2 separate regions of the Oryza sativa genome follow, and region 2 is linked to region 1. Evidence: chromatin contacts called from public HiCAR-type data. All regions are on one chromosome and are shown on one strand. The core of a region is the stretch at or near the end of the contact, and the rest is flanking DNA. Distances in the headings are between cores, read along the strand shown. Region 1 holds the start of LOC4334213 (zinc finger protein 1). Region 2 holds the start of LOC4334271 (probable LRR receptor-like serine/threonine-protein kinase At2g16250).

Region 1 (7,710 bases), core at 3,821-6,320:
AGACTGTGAGACATGCGAGTGGCAGGCACACTCACTTGTCAGAATTACTACTCGATCTGCATGCATAGCATATCCTCCTGTTAATTGGACTGCTACTACTGCCTGCCACATCCTTTCTTACCAGCTGGTCTCTTTGGGACCAGTTTAGATCCTGATTTAAGCCATGTGGAACAGAAAGGATGAAACTTTGAAAGGATACCAGCATAGTGCCGACCATTTGACCTTTTATGCAACAGTTCTGTGATCAGTGGTGTTCTCATTGCTAACTTACTATTTGTTTCGTAGGCCCATCTTAACTTTTCTACCTCAACAGCGTGCGAGAAGAAGATGTTGCATTATTTGATACAGTGAGCCTGATTTTATCTTCAGATTACACTTCATCAGAACACTACGCTCGTTGATGTGAAAATGTCTAGGAGAACTGAATCTGATGTCGCAAGATACAAAGATAAAATTGTTATGTAAACCCAAGAAGGTAGTAATCACTAGTTTTAAAAATGAGTACGCCCATTTTGCTCGTCAATGTGAACTGTCAAAGTAGCATTGGATTTATTTTCAGGATACAAAATCAGGAACCAAATCTCGAGAAACGTCCAGGGATTTTCTGGCTAGCTCCACAAAATAGTGGGCTAGTCAGTTTGGATTCGAAGCCTCATACTTTCTATTTCTATTTATTTGATATTGAGTCATTCCCTAATATTTTTGTTTTTTTTTTGGAGAAAAGTCTCTCCTAAGAAAAAGAGAGGACAAAAATCACTAACTAGTATCACATTCTGACATTACAAACCAAAGATCGAACATAATCTTGTAGATAAACTGCTACTGTTTTTCTCTGCCTTCCACTACTTATTTTCCACGTTTCTACTAGGTAGTGATAATTGGTGCCTTTTCTCGTTATTACCAACTACAGTACTCCGTATTACTCGAGCCATGTGAAACTGTGTTCTCTTGTCCACCTTCCTATCCTTCTGTTGCCACCAAGGCCTACCTGTCGACCTATGATCAAAGAGTTGTCTGTCTAACTGCGAATGATGGTGCCTATGGAAGCATTTTGCACTAAACAACGAAATAACCACAGATTCACAGAAGGGCTAATCTTGGGCCGATAACTGGGCCAACAATCCGGTTTGGCACTCGCACGAGCTCTCGGCCTTCTTGTGTCCCATGGTTGAAGCCTGTGGGCCTGATCAGTCTTCTATTTGAGCCCAACAAGTTGTCCATTTCATTCCTTGCAAGATGCCCATCACTCCATCAGCCCATGCCAACAACTAGAGTTTTTGTGTTAGCTTTTGGTGGCACCAGGAATACATGTTTCTTTGAAGAAAAACCCTCTGGCCTACTCTCTCTTTTCTCTCTCTTTTTTTTTTAAAAAAGGCTGCAGCTCTGCCAATTAATCATCTCGTCTACACGAACACTACACGAACAGTAAGTCAACAAATGATGATACAAGGAAGCTTCTGCTCAAGGTTTGGAGGCATGACTTCGACTCGTTCGTCATTCTAATGACATGGCGTCTTTGGAATGAGCGGAACGCCCGAGTGTTCGACGGCATCCTCACTTCCGTGCAGGCTCTTATCGCTTCCATCTTGGCTTGGCTTCCTTGATGGATGCGGGGGCTGGCAGCTTGGCTTTGCTTCTGGCCTCCCTCGTTCCGCTGTGTGATCCTCTGTTCCTCTCCCTTTTTATTTTTGTGTCTTGGAGTTTGTTTAGCTAAGTAGCTATCCATACTTTGTATTCAGTGGCGGTGGCATTAAAATATAGTTGGGACGGAAAACAAAGATGTTCATTTGATAAGAGTAATCGAACACAACACATATCGTATTAATAGTTCATTCGTATAAGCGTCTCAATCTGGTGGGTGTTTATATCTTGTTATACCTAATTTTGATGGCCCATAACTACTATAAGGAGATAAGGGGGTCTTGAGAGTGTGGGGCGATACGAGTCGTAGCTGAGTGGTCGACCCACCCCACATAATGGGTAGATCCGCTCCTGTTTGTATTTCAGCCTCTATAAATTCTAATCTCTTGCCCCCACTGCCAGTTTATGCTGTATGGTCAGCTATAGATTGTTTGCTCTTTTCTAATATATTGATGCGCAAAGCTGTTGCGTGTTAAAAGAAGATGATACAAAGAGTACTACTTCGTGTACCACCAAATTAGTCTTCTCTCCGGAAAATATACCCATATAATAATCACCATTGGCCCATTTCGTGTATCCTGCCGCCTTGTCAAAGCCCTACGGAACATGTGCCTGACTTCCGAGAAGATTGGGAATTAAGTGGCAGTTAGGCACTCCAACAAGGCGAGTCAATCTGGACTCGACAACTGAATGGAATTTTGCCACGGCCCATGCAATTTTCGAAGGAACGCACCTAGGCTTGGAGTTTGGAGTCCAGGCCGAGCAAGAAGCCGCGTGGGTGAGAGAAACTGTGGAAGTGAAAGCGTGGCCAGGCGAGAAATCGCGGGGTCGCCGCGGCGCCGGGCGTGAGATGGCAGCAGCCGCCCGAGGAGATCTCGCGCGGCGCACAGAGGAGGAACCGGAGCAAGGCCACGTACGGAAGGAATTGCAAAGAGCCGCGGCCTATGTGAATGTGATCACCAGCCGTCGCAAAAACAAAACTCACTGCACTGGCAGTGCAACGTCCAGGAAGGCAGGCGTTGCAGCGGGTTTGAGTGTTGGACTTGGCTCAGCCGAGAAAGGAAACGGATGCGTCGCCCCTTGAATGGGTAAAAGTAGAACGAAACATCCAAACATGCTTCTAGTATCGCACCAATTCCGTCCCGTCGTGGCAGCAGCAACTTCCTGTTAAAAGAAAAAAGGGTAGGAGTAGCATATGCCATCACCGTGTCGTCAGCTCAAGATCACGTCTAGAACGAGCACACCCCGAATCCCCCGGAAGACGTGTGCACCGCCGGGTCTCGCACGAAACCCGCGCCACGCCATGTGAAACATGCCCCGCGTAGATACGTACATCGCGTCTGCCCAACCCCGTCGACGCTTCAACGCGCGCCTCGTACGCGGGCAAGCAAAGCCAGCCAAGCGGAAGAAGCATCGGGGCAGCACGAGGCGGAAAGCCCAACTCGGCCCTCATCCATTCCGTATATTTCCGTTCCATTCCAACCATGCGGGCGGCCGCGGTGCGCCCGGGCGGCTGTTCGTCGAAAGCGATCGGTTCCATCCATCCATCCATCCACCGCGCGCGCGCGGGCAGGTCGGCAAGCGTGAAGTTATCAACGCACAGCCGCCCGCCCGCCGTCGCTGTCGCGGCCTTTCCACCACCTCCCTCCCTCTCCTTACTCTACTACCCCAGTGGGCGCCGTCGATCGGCGTTCCCAAAGCTGCAAAACCAGCCGGGGTTTGTCCGTTCCCAACCCCGGAGGGTACGGTAGCTGTTACATGTCACTCCACGGCCGACCCCAACTAAATCAGACGGTGGAATAACAGTTAATTAATCCGGATTTCACGTCACCGAATACGTGATCAAGAACGGTCTAGATTGGCAGCTCTTGGCGGTTGGCACAAGGGGGTTAGGTTGAGTGCACTTCTCTGCTTCTGTTCTGTGTTGTGAATTGATCAACTAGAGGCTCCTGTTTCTTACCGTGTCTGTAAGCAAGGGAGACTGAGGTGTTTCGGTTCTGTGCAGATATGATCATGAAATCAATCTGTGTTTATGTTACAGCGTACTGTAGTACTGCACACGAATCAATCTCCAAGGCTGTGTTTAGATCTAAAGTTTGGATCCAAACTTTGGTTCTTTTTCATCACATCAACCTGTCATACACACACAACTTTTCAGTCACATCATCTTCAATTTCAACCAAAATTCAAACTTTACGCTGAACTAAACACAATCCAAGTATGGTCGAATATGGTCTACAATATATGACTGTCAAAGAACAAAGTGTAAAAGATACAGGTACAGTTCCAGTGTTACAAAGAACCAAGGAAGAGCTAGACCTATATCTGTATGACTGTATGTATGGCTATGTATCACTCGCTTGCTCTGTACAAAAGCAGGAACAAATTAAACAATAGCGGCACAAAACGAATCAACGAATAGTGTGTTTCGACTGAATTTCACTCCCTAGACAAAAACTCTCTGACGGATCGGATCCATGCAGCTGCTGAATTACGCGGTGAGAAGCCGGGGCTTCTTGAAGGCGAGGGGGCTCTGGACCTCCTCCTCCTCGTCCCACATCTTCTTGCCCTTGGAGCACGGCCGCCACACGAACTCCGGCACGGCCGGGAGGTTGAGGTCGAACGCCCGGGTGGCGGACTGGCCGTTGCCGGAGCTTCCCACCTCGGACTCGGCGGCCACCGTGGCCAGGAGCTCGGTTGAAGATGCGCCGGCGCCGGCGCCTACGCCACCGTCGTAGTGCTTCCTCTTGTGCCCGCCGAGCGCCTGCCCGGTGGGGAACTCCTTCTGGCAGATGGAACACCTGTGGACTCTGTTGGTCATGCCGTCGGAGGACGCGGCGGTGGATGACGTGGCTGGCTCGCGGTCCTCGGCGGAAGGCAGCAAGGCGGCGACGGGGGCGGGAGCCAAGACGGGAGCTGCGGGCGGAGTCGGCAGCTTGACCCGGTGGCTCGTCTTGTGGCCGCCGAGCGCCTGGTAGGAGCTGAAGGACTTGCCGCAGACGGAGCACTTGAACTCCGCACCTGCCGGCGGGGGCGCCGAAGCCGAGAGCGGAGGCGGCGCCTGGACGCGGTGGTGGCCGCCGCGGGCGAGCATGAGGAGGCAGAGCGCGAGGTTCTCCTCCTCCGATCGCTGGCGGCGCGACCGCTTCCGCTTCGCCCACCCCTGCGGCAGGTGTCCGCCCTCCTCCCCGCTCGTGGCGCTGCTGCTCGTCACGACCGTCGCCTCCTCCACCTCGTGCTGCTGCTGCTCCTCCTTGAGCACCGCGGCGTGGAGCGCTTCCATGGACGACGCGCTCGACATGCTTCCACCGCAATTCACAAAAGCAGCAAGCAGATCGACGACTTGTTATATCCGCTAGCTAAGCTTCGCTCGCTCGCCTCAAGCTAGTGTGGCAGCTGGCTGGTTGCTGTGTGGTGTGGTGTGGTGTGCGGAGTGGAGGGAGTGAGATGTGAGGTAGTTTTAAAGCAGTGGGGAGGGGTGAGGCGCGAGCGAGAGTGTGCGGAGGAGGAGAGAAGAGAAGACGTGGGAAGTTGCGTCGTAGGTGGGGGCAAGGCAAGCGAGGTGGTTGCGGCGTGGGCGCGCACGCGGCGGGGCGCGAGAGGGTGACGGGTGGGGGCGTGTCGTCGTGGGGACGGGGTGGCAGCGACCGTGAGACCGGTGGAGTGGCGGCGAAGGAGTGAGGCGGTTGGGGTGATTGGGTGGGCTTGGCTTGCTGGCTGGCTGGTTCGGCCGGGCGGGTGGGTGGTGGAGTGGAGGAAGAGGAGGAGGCGAGGCCACAACGAAAAAGTCGTGGTCAACGTGGTTGGGAAGACACGGGGATGGGAGGGCAAGCCAAAGGGAAGCGCAAGTTGAGTGGAGCTAGTGTGGCTGCGTGGGAGGTGGGGAGAGTGAGGACTGAGTAGGCTGCGCGCGCCGTGGCCTGTGGACTGTGGCGAAGCGGTCGTCGTCGTCGTCGGTTGTTGCGGGTGGCTTTGGGTTTGGCGTGCAAAGCGTACCCGCCCCGGTAACGACACTTCCGCCCGCACACTGGAGTGGCCAAGTTGGAGCTGGGTTAAGAGATTAACTACGCAACCGTTCAGATTTTGACACCTAATATCTGAATCGGGACACTGGCAAACCATCACAGTCAGTTTTTTTTTGTGGCATGGATTGGATGAGATGATGAGCAAGACTATATACTTGTATTATCCTACTATATTAGGTTACTTCCTGCGAGTAGATGATCTGTTTGCAGATTAGGAATGGCCAAAATTATCAACGCGTGGAGAAAGGCTCTATATAGGTATAGGAGTAGTTGCTTCAAAGTTTACCACACTTCTGAGAATAAAAGAGGAAGAAACCGTGAGTGATAGTGTGAAAAAGACAGAGGGTCAAATGGATAATAGTGGTTCAACCCCGCGGGCTATTAATTAGCACATGCCTAATGACACAGCCGAAGTGGTCATCGCCCTCGTGCTGATCACTAGCTAGACGGTTCCGGCTCCGATCCACGATTGCTCCGACCCGATAGCAAGTCAGACCCAAACCAGGCAAAATGGCAAATGGAGTTGGGCCGGAAGTGGTGCGTTCATGGAAGATTCCAACAGGCTGGTCTCCTTTTGGGGTCAAATAAAAATAACTGATCGACTGTGAGTTTCCGTCGGCTCAGCCGCTGAGGTTGCCATCGGCAGCCGGGATCTTCTGCACCCAGCAGCTATACCTGGTCCGATTAGGTAGGTCACTGTCGCATCGTTTAACGTTGATGCACTCAGTTATAAGTTAGAGCGCCACTAGCACTAGTGGCACCGCTCTATCCGTCGCTAACTGTGTGTGGACACATTTTCTTTTTCTTTTCTTTCGGGGCAGTTTGTGGACACACTGTTGATGCCACAACAGTTATGTGGTTCTGATTCCATTTTGATGCATGGGCCCTTGTGTCAGTAAATAGACAACATGGCTGTGTTGGAGTGGCACCACTTGCTCTATAGTTGCCACTAGCCCACCGTGCCGCAATCATCGTATTGTTGGGCATTGCATACATAATAAGCTAACAGACTGCTATATATATCATATAATTGTTGTTGTGCATGGAGGCACACATCCCACGCTACACTACACTACATTACTACCGGGCCATATCCTATTACACACTTGCTATATGCATGATGCAACGTACGCAAGCTCTCATCCCACCGGATACGTCACGCACGTTGAGACCGGCCGCACCTAACACGTCGCTTCTCTAGATAAAACACTCACACACACAGTACACTTGCAGGATAACTACTGGGCGTTTTTTTGCCCACGGGCCGAGTGGCACCCCAAAAAACCGCGGCAGACGCCACCCCACACGTCGGATCACACGAAGCAACGCGATCATCTCCATCTCCTCCTGGGTCGATCGGTCGCGTGGTCGCCTCCCCTCTCGTCGGCTCCGTCCGTGCAGGCGGCCGTGGAGTCATGGACTTTTCCACAGAGGCGAGCAAAAGATTTCAGCGCGAGATGTGTATGTATCAACCGGGCGCATGCCGTGCGTTGCGTCGCGTCGCGTCCGTCCCCCGCGCGAGGCGGGGCAAGCGAGACGTCCCCGTCTCTCGCTTGTGCCCCCGCCCCGGGATTGATACGATACGCGCGGCGTGGGGTGGGCGCACCGCGCGCTCACCTCTCGCCGTTAATTCCTCCCTCTCCCACCACGTGTTTCTTGTGCTTAACTAGCTTTCGCCGACGCAGTCGCGCGCTTACGTACGTACACCTACGCAAGTACGTAGGAGTACGCGATTGGGCAGGCGGGCGGCTCGCCTAACCACACATGGCGGTCGATTGGATCTGGGAGAGGCGCCGGAGAGAGGAGGAATATAATCATCAGTGCGTGCGTGATTCGATCAGTGTGGCCAGCAGCCAGCCTAACCAGTAACCAACCTGCAACCACCCCTCGCCCGTGCCACTGCCGTGCCGTGCCAGTACAAGCTCATCAGTCATCCCGGTTGTGCTGTGCGCGATCGATGCGTGGGCGACGTAGCGTTACGAGCGTTGCGAGCGGCGACGACGACGGCGCGAATCTGAGCCAGCGGTGGTTGCCCGGTTGGCAT
Region 2 (7,710 bases), core at 2,204-4,703, 440 kb after region 1:
GAATATCAGTGTTTAAGCAAGGCCCCGATGTTCTTTACAGATTTAAACAAAGACTAAAGTTTCATAGCAAACGTGATGTTGCCATGTTAACAAAATAACAAGTGGGTTGCCATATTTTATGATCTGCAGGTGGTAGGGTTTCTTCTTTTATTTGTGTGGGTCTGGCCATTAATTTACAAGACTAACTCTTGATGAGAACTTCCTTTTTAGAAGTCATTTGACAAGAATTCATGTAAGGAGAAACACTTACAAATGAATATGTGTCCCCTTATACATACTCAAACCCAAAAAAAAAACACTGCCGCCATATTTTGTTAACAAAATCCAGTACATTACCTTCAGTTCAATAACTAAACTTAGGTTAAAGTGTTAACTTCATAAAGAAGTTATTGCTTTTGTCTTAGTACTTTTTAGTGCTAAAGGCACCCTTAAGTTAGCACCGTTCAGGTGATCATAAAATCAAGTTTCTTTTAAAAGGAATATGCCATGATGGACTCAATTTTCAGAGCAATTGGTAAGATCATAAGAACAGTTGTACCCATGCTAAACTCATGCATAAAAATGAGGAGACGATAAAATATAAAAGTCTTACTTCGATGATCTCAACATCCTGGAGAAGAAACTCCTGCTTCCCTCACTTTGTTGAGTGCATACATCACTCAAACTTCCAAGACACACTTCAAATTTGTCATCAAGAAGCACACTGCTTGCCTGGATATCTCTACAGTTATAATGAAAAGATAAGGGGAAAAAAGATTGGCTTGAAAGTAATTAAAACATCCAAGAACTTGAACAGCATGCATCAAATAAGAACTGCAGAGTAAAATAAAATGAAATAGAAAGATGAAGCAGCTAAGTCATGCAGCTGGAATAAAAGATGACTAGCACCAAATACATCGATATTTAGTGCATTGAGTTACCTACAATGATTGATGACACTAAACCTCAAAAGATAAAGTTTCCATAAAATAACTGCAGCAATTTTTTTTCATGATAGAGACATGAGTTTCTCACATAGTTAGACAGTGTATAATCATATAATGAATTATACATACTGTACAGTACTTATACTTGCATGAAACTTTCCTGATTTCCTACGATACATTGCACATGAGAAGTTGTGAACAAGCCATATGCACATGAATAACAAGAAGCAACATTCTAAAAGTTCAGAAAGGCAAGCAGTTCGTCTGGGGGAAAATCATTAAAAATCAATTAAGTACAGTCAGATAGTATTGGTAGTGCTGATATGGATCCAATGCAACTTGGTGAAATAGTCCGTATAATATTATATTTTAAATGTGGGATTTCATGTCCTCACAAGTAAACAGTTTGTCAGGGAAGCTTCGCACATATTGTTTTCCCCTTTCAGCTATACTTCTTAGAAAAGAAATAGTGGGCCAACTGATGCAATAGGGCCACAAGAGGCTAAGTAGAAGACTATCAAATGTGTAACTAGAAACAGTTTTAAATTAATATATTAAATTGTCCTGTTTCTTTCACTCACGCACTTGCCATAATCAGTGCAGCTTCTTCATTAAATTGGCAATTCATGTGAGCTAAATAACATGTGGAACTTCCGCGCTCTTTTTTATGATGGCGTTAATGTTCAAACTTTTCTTAGCACAGTTATCATATGCTTTTTGCAATTAAAATATTTTCACTAACTATAAACCAATCAGCTGCACATTATATTAGCAAATTAGCTAACAGGCCAATAATATCACTAGGCATACCTGTGAACCAATGGTGGACTACACTCATCGTGCAGGAAGCACAATGCCTCAGCAACACCAATGGCAATCTTCAGCCTTGTTATCCAATCCAACGAGCGCAGCCCCTCCTCAGCATCCACTGACTTCCTGTGCAATGCGGAAGTCAAGTCTCCCTTTGCCATGTACTTGTAGACCAGCAATTCCTCCTCATCTGTGGCCAAATGCCCCAGCAATGGAACAATCCTCCCATGGGAATTCTTTGCAAGGAAGCCCAATTCCCCCAAGTTCTTATTACTGCTCTTCAGATCAACCTTTTTGACAACAACATTGAAGCCACTCTCCAGTTCACCAAGGTAAATGGCCCCAGAGTGCCCATGCTTGACAAGATTGTCATCCCCAAAACCCCCAGTAACATTATGCAACTGCTCATAGGTGAACTCATCTACAATGGTAGGCAGACCTTTCACAGCACCATTTGCTGCCGGTGATGCTGCCATGGATGACAGCATCACAGGATTAACGCTGCTACTCCTGCGCCCCGAACGAATCCCTTCCTCATTCTGCTCCAACCCTCTTCCTCTCGGTCGCCGTCCCCCACTCTTCATCAAGCAGAACACTAATGCTACAAGGAAAAGAACCACCAAAAATGCTGCGGCTGCCAGGACTCCGGCAAGTACATACTTCCACTTCACCCCTTTCTTGCTTGGTGATGGCAATGCATTTGGTGGCTCTGGCAATGAAACACCAATCCTCTTGTAGAATGCTTCACAATCCCCCTGGCTTCGCTGGCTTGATCCGGACAAGCAATTCATGTTTATGTCCACTGCTCCATCGGAGCTGTTCCCAAATCCAGTTCCAATCACCTCAGTGAAGTAATTTCTCGACAAATCAACCTGACGAAATCTCTTCCTGAGGGGCCCAAGCACATCTCCAATGGCACCGTACAACGAATTCCCGGAAGCGTTGAAAACTCCGGTTCCATCACCGGCAGAGATAGACACGTTTGGTAGCTCCCCGGTGAGATTGTTGTCAGAAAGATCGAGAAATTTGAGGCCCTTGATGAGGAACAATGTCGCCGGAATCGAGCCGGAGATGCTATTACCGGCGAGGTCAAGGGTCGTCAGGTTCCCGGACATGCCAAGATCGGCTGGAAGCGTGCTATTGACGGAGGTGGAGCGGAGGTCCAAGACTTCCAGCGACGCCGGGAGGCCGGTGCCAAACCACGCCGGGATCCGACCAGGGAGCGGGAACCCCGAGGCGTTGAAAACCTCGAGCGCCGTGAGCTCCCGCAGCGGGTCGACGGTGAACCCCTGGCTCCGTGCACCCGCGCGGGTGCGGCGGAGCCCGGTGAGACGGAGCTCCGCGACGCGCCCGGCGCGGCACACGACGCCAGTCCAGCTGCAGGGATAGCGCTTCACCGGCCAGTACTCCGCCCGCACCCCGATCGACCCGCGCAGGCCGTGGAGCGCGAGCACGTCCTGCCTCGCGAGCAGCAGCCGCCGCCGCTCCTCCCCCCGCGCGGCGTGGGACGCGACGAGCAGGAGAACCGCGACGGCGACGAGGCAGCGCGGGAGCATGGGGACGGACGAGGAAACAGCACCGCGCGGCAGGGTAGAGGAGAGGAGTGGCGTGGCGGTGGCGGTGGCGGCCACCTCATGGCGCGGGCGCGGCGGCCATGGCGAGAGCGGGAGCGAGCGAAGTGGAGGTGGAGGTGGTGGCGTGGTGCGCGCAAGGTGTTCGCCTTTTTGGGCGGCCTCCTGCCTGCCTATTTCGGCTTCCGGCGAGTTGACCACGCGGAGCCCGCGGGGGGACGCGGGTGGAGACCACCATCCCCCCACTCCTCCTCACTGCCAAGTGGACCCCACTGCGAGGCCCTCCCACTTCACTGCCAAGTGGGCCCCACTGGGAGGTTCTAAACGACAGATGGTGGAGTCTGACCGGACTGGATTCCCACCCCCCGCGTGTGCCGCTGCGTCACTGGCACGTGGGCCATGGGGTCTGTGGGGCCCACGTTTAGGTCGCCTTGTCTGTGGGACCCACTCTTTACTAGTGCGCGATACGGAATGTTCTCTCGCATCCCACTTCGCCTTTTTTTAGGCTCGTGTCGTTTTCGGAAAGGAAAGCTCACGAAGGTGGCGTCTCGATCAGTTTTACACACACGATAAGAGGAAGCGTGCCGCTCGTCGTGTCATCGTGTTCGCTCGAGGTTATTTTCTTCGAAATGTTATAAACATTTACACTTATGTAATTTGCTCCACTTATTTCGTATGGTTTTATAGATAGCTGTCATTTTACTTGACACTTTATATATCTTCTTTAAAGAGTAATTTGCTCCACCTGTTCTAAGAAAATCGTTCAAAATGTCTAGCACACGAGTGTATATGTTACTCTTACTCAGTCTACGACGGCGACTCGAGAGAGCAACATGATAAGTTCACAACCTGGCAACTGCACGTGGAAAAGTAGCAATGGAAGAAACGATTACTTATTTTCGTTACCGGCTGAAGCTAGCTATATCTAGCAAGAATTCCAAACTCACCACTCGAGCGACTTGTGGTAAATTCCGTTTGTTGTGTGTGCGCATATAGTATGTCCGAGCATATAGCTGTCAGTCGACGAATGATTTTGATGCGCCGTGTCGCCGAATGATCCAAGTTGTGAAGGCCGCTGCCCGGTCCAAGTCTTCACCTGGGTCGTCGAGATTGTTTGTGTACATGGACGCTTGCATGATTGGCCACTCCAAATGCCGACAGGGGTGAGAGTGAGACGCGCACGCTGACACAACACCAAAGGCATCAACTCTAATCAACTCTTCACCAGTTACAATTCTAGTTATATTTCATTAAACACCTACTTTTGTACGGAATACTCCCAACACAACAGTGTCTGGAAAATACTAGTGCAGCTAGTTTACGACTAAACATGGGTGCACGAACCTAAACATGTATTCCTTTTAACCCAAAATAAATCAAATTATTCAGATTTATAATACTACTAGTAAAATATACTCTCTCCGTTTCGAAATGTTTGACGCCGTTGACTTTTTAGCATATGTTTGACCGCTCGTCTTATTCAAAAAATTTAAGTAATTATTAATTCTTTTCCTATCATTTGATTCATTGTTAAATATATTTTTATGTAGGCATATAATTTTACATATTTCATAAAAATTTTTGAATAAGACGAACGGTCAAACATGTGCTAAAAAGTCAACGGTGTCAAACATTTTGAAATGGAGGGAGTATCTTATTTTATATCAGTTTATTTATTTCAGGACGAGGAGTAGCAGTACTATCGTTCTAAAATAAGTGTAGTTTTGTATTGTTTATGTTCAATGTTTGACCGTTCGTCTTATTAGAAAATTTTTTTATGATTAGTATTTTTGTTGTTATTAGATGATAAAATATGAATAATATTTCATGTGACTAATTTTTTTATTTTTTTATTAATTTATTAAATAAGAGGGACGGTCTACCTATATATATCATCGATAAAAGAAGCTTCGTATGTCACGTCGGCAGCAGTGCCCCTCTCGGCCAGCAGCCGACCAGTACTACTAGACGTGAGCGTCAGCAAGCTAGCTACAGCTAGGCCAGTGACCGGAGTGGTCGAGTCAAGCTTGCAATCTGCGACTCCTACCTTGTAGTTTTACCTGGAATTCCATCCTGCGCGTCACGGTCGCAATACTGCTCGTTCATATTATGCGTGTTTGTGTGTGTTTTTGTATTCCCTTCTCGTGATCGGATAATTAAGAGCTTTAAGACGTGACACGGCAGGCTAAAAAGGACGTTCCGGACCGGTCAAAAACTATTTTTCGTTCGTGGGGATGGCATTGGCTGGCCCATGGACCAGTCTAAACAGTGTGGTACAGTTACACACATGGGCGTGTTGCGTTAGGCTTGTGTACGCGTTCGTGCGGCCAAGCGATACGTGTGGGAGTGGCAACGGTTTGATGTCGATATTGTTCGTACACTCGTACTACCGAACGCAGCAGTACGGTGCAAAGTTGTTGTTTGAGGACTAGTACGACCGCGAGGACAGGGATCATCTGCAGATAATGAGAATCCCATAACGACCGCGAAACATTGGGTGCTCCAACACATGGTTTCTGTCTGAGCATGGTTATCTGATACTCCCTATGTATTTTAATATATAACGCCGTTGATTTTTCGACCAACGTTTAACCACTTGTTTTATTCAAATTTTTCGTATAAATATGAACGTATTTATATCATGCTTAAAGAACATTTAATGATGAATCGAGTCACAATAAAATAAATGATAGTTGTATAAATTTTTTGATTAAGACGAATGGTCAAACGTTAGATAAAAAGTCAACGACGTCATACATTAAAATATGGAGGTAGTACTAGGCTCCAGTCTGGTGTTTGGATCCAGAGACTTAACTTTAGTCTCTGTATTTAGACACTAATTTAGAGTATTAAATATAGACTACTTACAAAACTAATTACATAAATGAAAACTAATTTGCGAGACAAATTTTTTAAGCCTAGTTAATCTATAATTAGAGAATGTTTACTGTAGCATCACATAAGTTAATCGTGTATTAATTAGGCTAAATAGATTCGTCTCGCGAATTAGTCTAAGATTATGAATAGGTTTTATTAATAGTCTACGTTTAATGTTTATAATTAGTGTCTAAATATCCGATGTGATAGGGATTTAAAAATTTTATTCCCATATAAATAGGGTCTCAATCCATTTATAAATAGTCTACGAACTTGAACTCCTAAAATATGACCATAAAACTTTTGAAAATTGCATACCCTCTCTATGGACAACAGCACAAAGTAAATGTTGAGGGATGGCGAGACGGTGTTAGGGTGGGATAGATCCACTCTTCTCCAATGCGGTTTCTTCATGATCGTGGTCAAAAACAAGTGGATGTATGTTTCAATAGTACAATTATGATAAGGGATACGAGGGATTGTTGTTGTATAAGGACCAGTTAAACAAGATTATTGCAATATTATTGGTGGAAAAAAAATAAAACGGATTCGCTTAATATGGTGTTTCCGTTATATCCGGAAGACTGTTGCAACTGGACGCACGTGGTGGAGACGCCTGGCGCGGGCTGCGCGGCGCCCGATTTTTCTCGGGCCCATCGGGCATTTGACGCCTGGCATTTTCGTGTTAATTGTTATTAGTCGTAGAACAACCAAGCAAGCATAAAACGAAAAGGAAAAATCTGTGCCAAGCCCACCTGACTTTTAGTTTAGAGTGGCCTATAGTTGAGCCCATCTAACTTTTCTGGGCCTGATGCCCTGACCAATTTCTTTGTCCCCTCCGCAATGTCCAAATCTCATACAGAGCCCATCATGTACGAAACCGAAGCACTCGCTCGTTATCCATGTATTTCCATTTTTTTTTAATAATGGAGTAATACTACAAGGGAAAGGAACTAGCTATGTCTTTGTCGACAAATCCTTGGGTCAAAATCACCCAGATTTTTTCCTACCGTTAGATTAAGATCCAAAGGACACAAAAAATGCTACATATTTTTTTCTCTGACTAGTCAGATCACAAAACTACATGGGCTCGAATTCTAGCCCATAGAACAATACAAAAAATTATACAGGCCATAACTGCAAAATACATCATGGCCCATAATGATCAACTTCACATCCAATAAAGGTTAGAAAAAAACAAAATAACACAGGGAGACCACACCAGTTCGCACAAATCCCCTAGATCGAGCAAAACAAATCGAGCACGCCATAGACAGTGAGGAGAACGAGAAAAAGAAGAAGAAGCAAATTCTTACCAAGAACATTGAGGTCAAGAAGTTGAAATCAACAAGACATAATCTTCCAGGTAACAAATTACCTAGCACAAAATCCACCTTTACCTTTCCCCATTGACTTCACCATATTCTGCCAGTCATCTTTTAAATCAAACAAAAACAACTCAGTTCTGTAAAAATATTGGAGAAAAGCACTTGGAATAGTGAATTTCTTTTGGAGAAAAGTGCTTG

Evidence for each region. HiCAR-type assays count read pairs that join an accessible place to other places.
Region 2: a HiCAR-type map of leaf shows a contact between it and region 1, with 2.6 times the contacts expected there. The contact joins the promoter of LOC4334271 here to the promoter of LOC4334213 in region 1.

Annotation. Positions count from the first base shown.
Region 1 is chr3:32,572,098-32,579,807 of ASM3414082v1, forward strand. It overlaps LOC4334213 (zinc finger protein 1), which reads right to left and starts at 5,071. Exons shown (of 1, transcript XM_015777827.3): 1 at 3,863-5,071. The coding sequence starts at 4,942. The coding sequence ends at 4,133. It overlaps LOC107276337 (transcription factor bHLH84), which reads left to right and starts at 6,651. Exons shown (of 6, transcript XM_066308990.1): 1 at 6,651-7,710. LOC136355835 (a long non-coding RNA gene) reads right to left here. Exons shown (of 2, transcript XR_010740325.1): 2 at 7,519-7,710.
Region 2 is chr3:33,016,200-33,023,909 of ASM3414082v1, forward strand. It overlaps LOC4334271 (probable LRR receptor-like serine/threonine-protein kinase At2g16250), which reads right to left and starts at 3,454. Exons shown (of 4, transcript XM_015777043.3): 1 at 1,737-3,454; 2 at 593-721. The coding sequence starts at 3,292.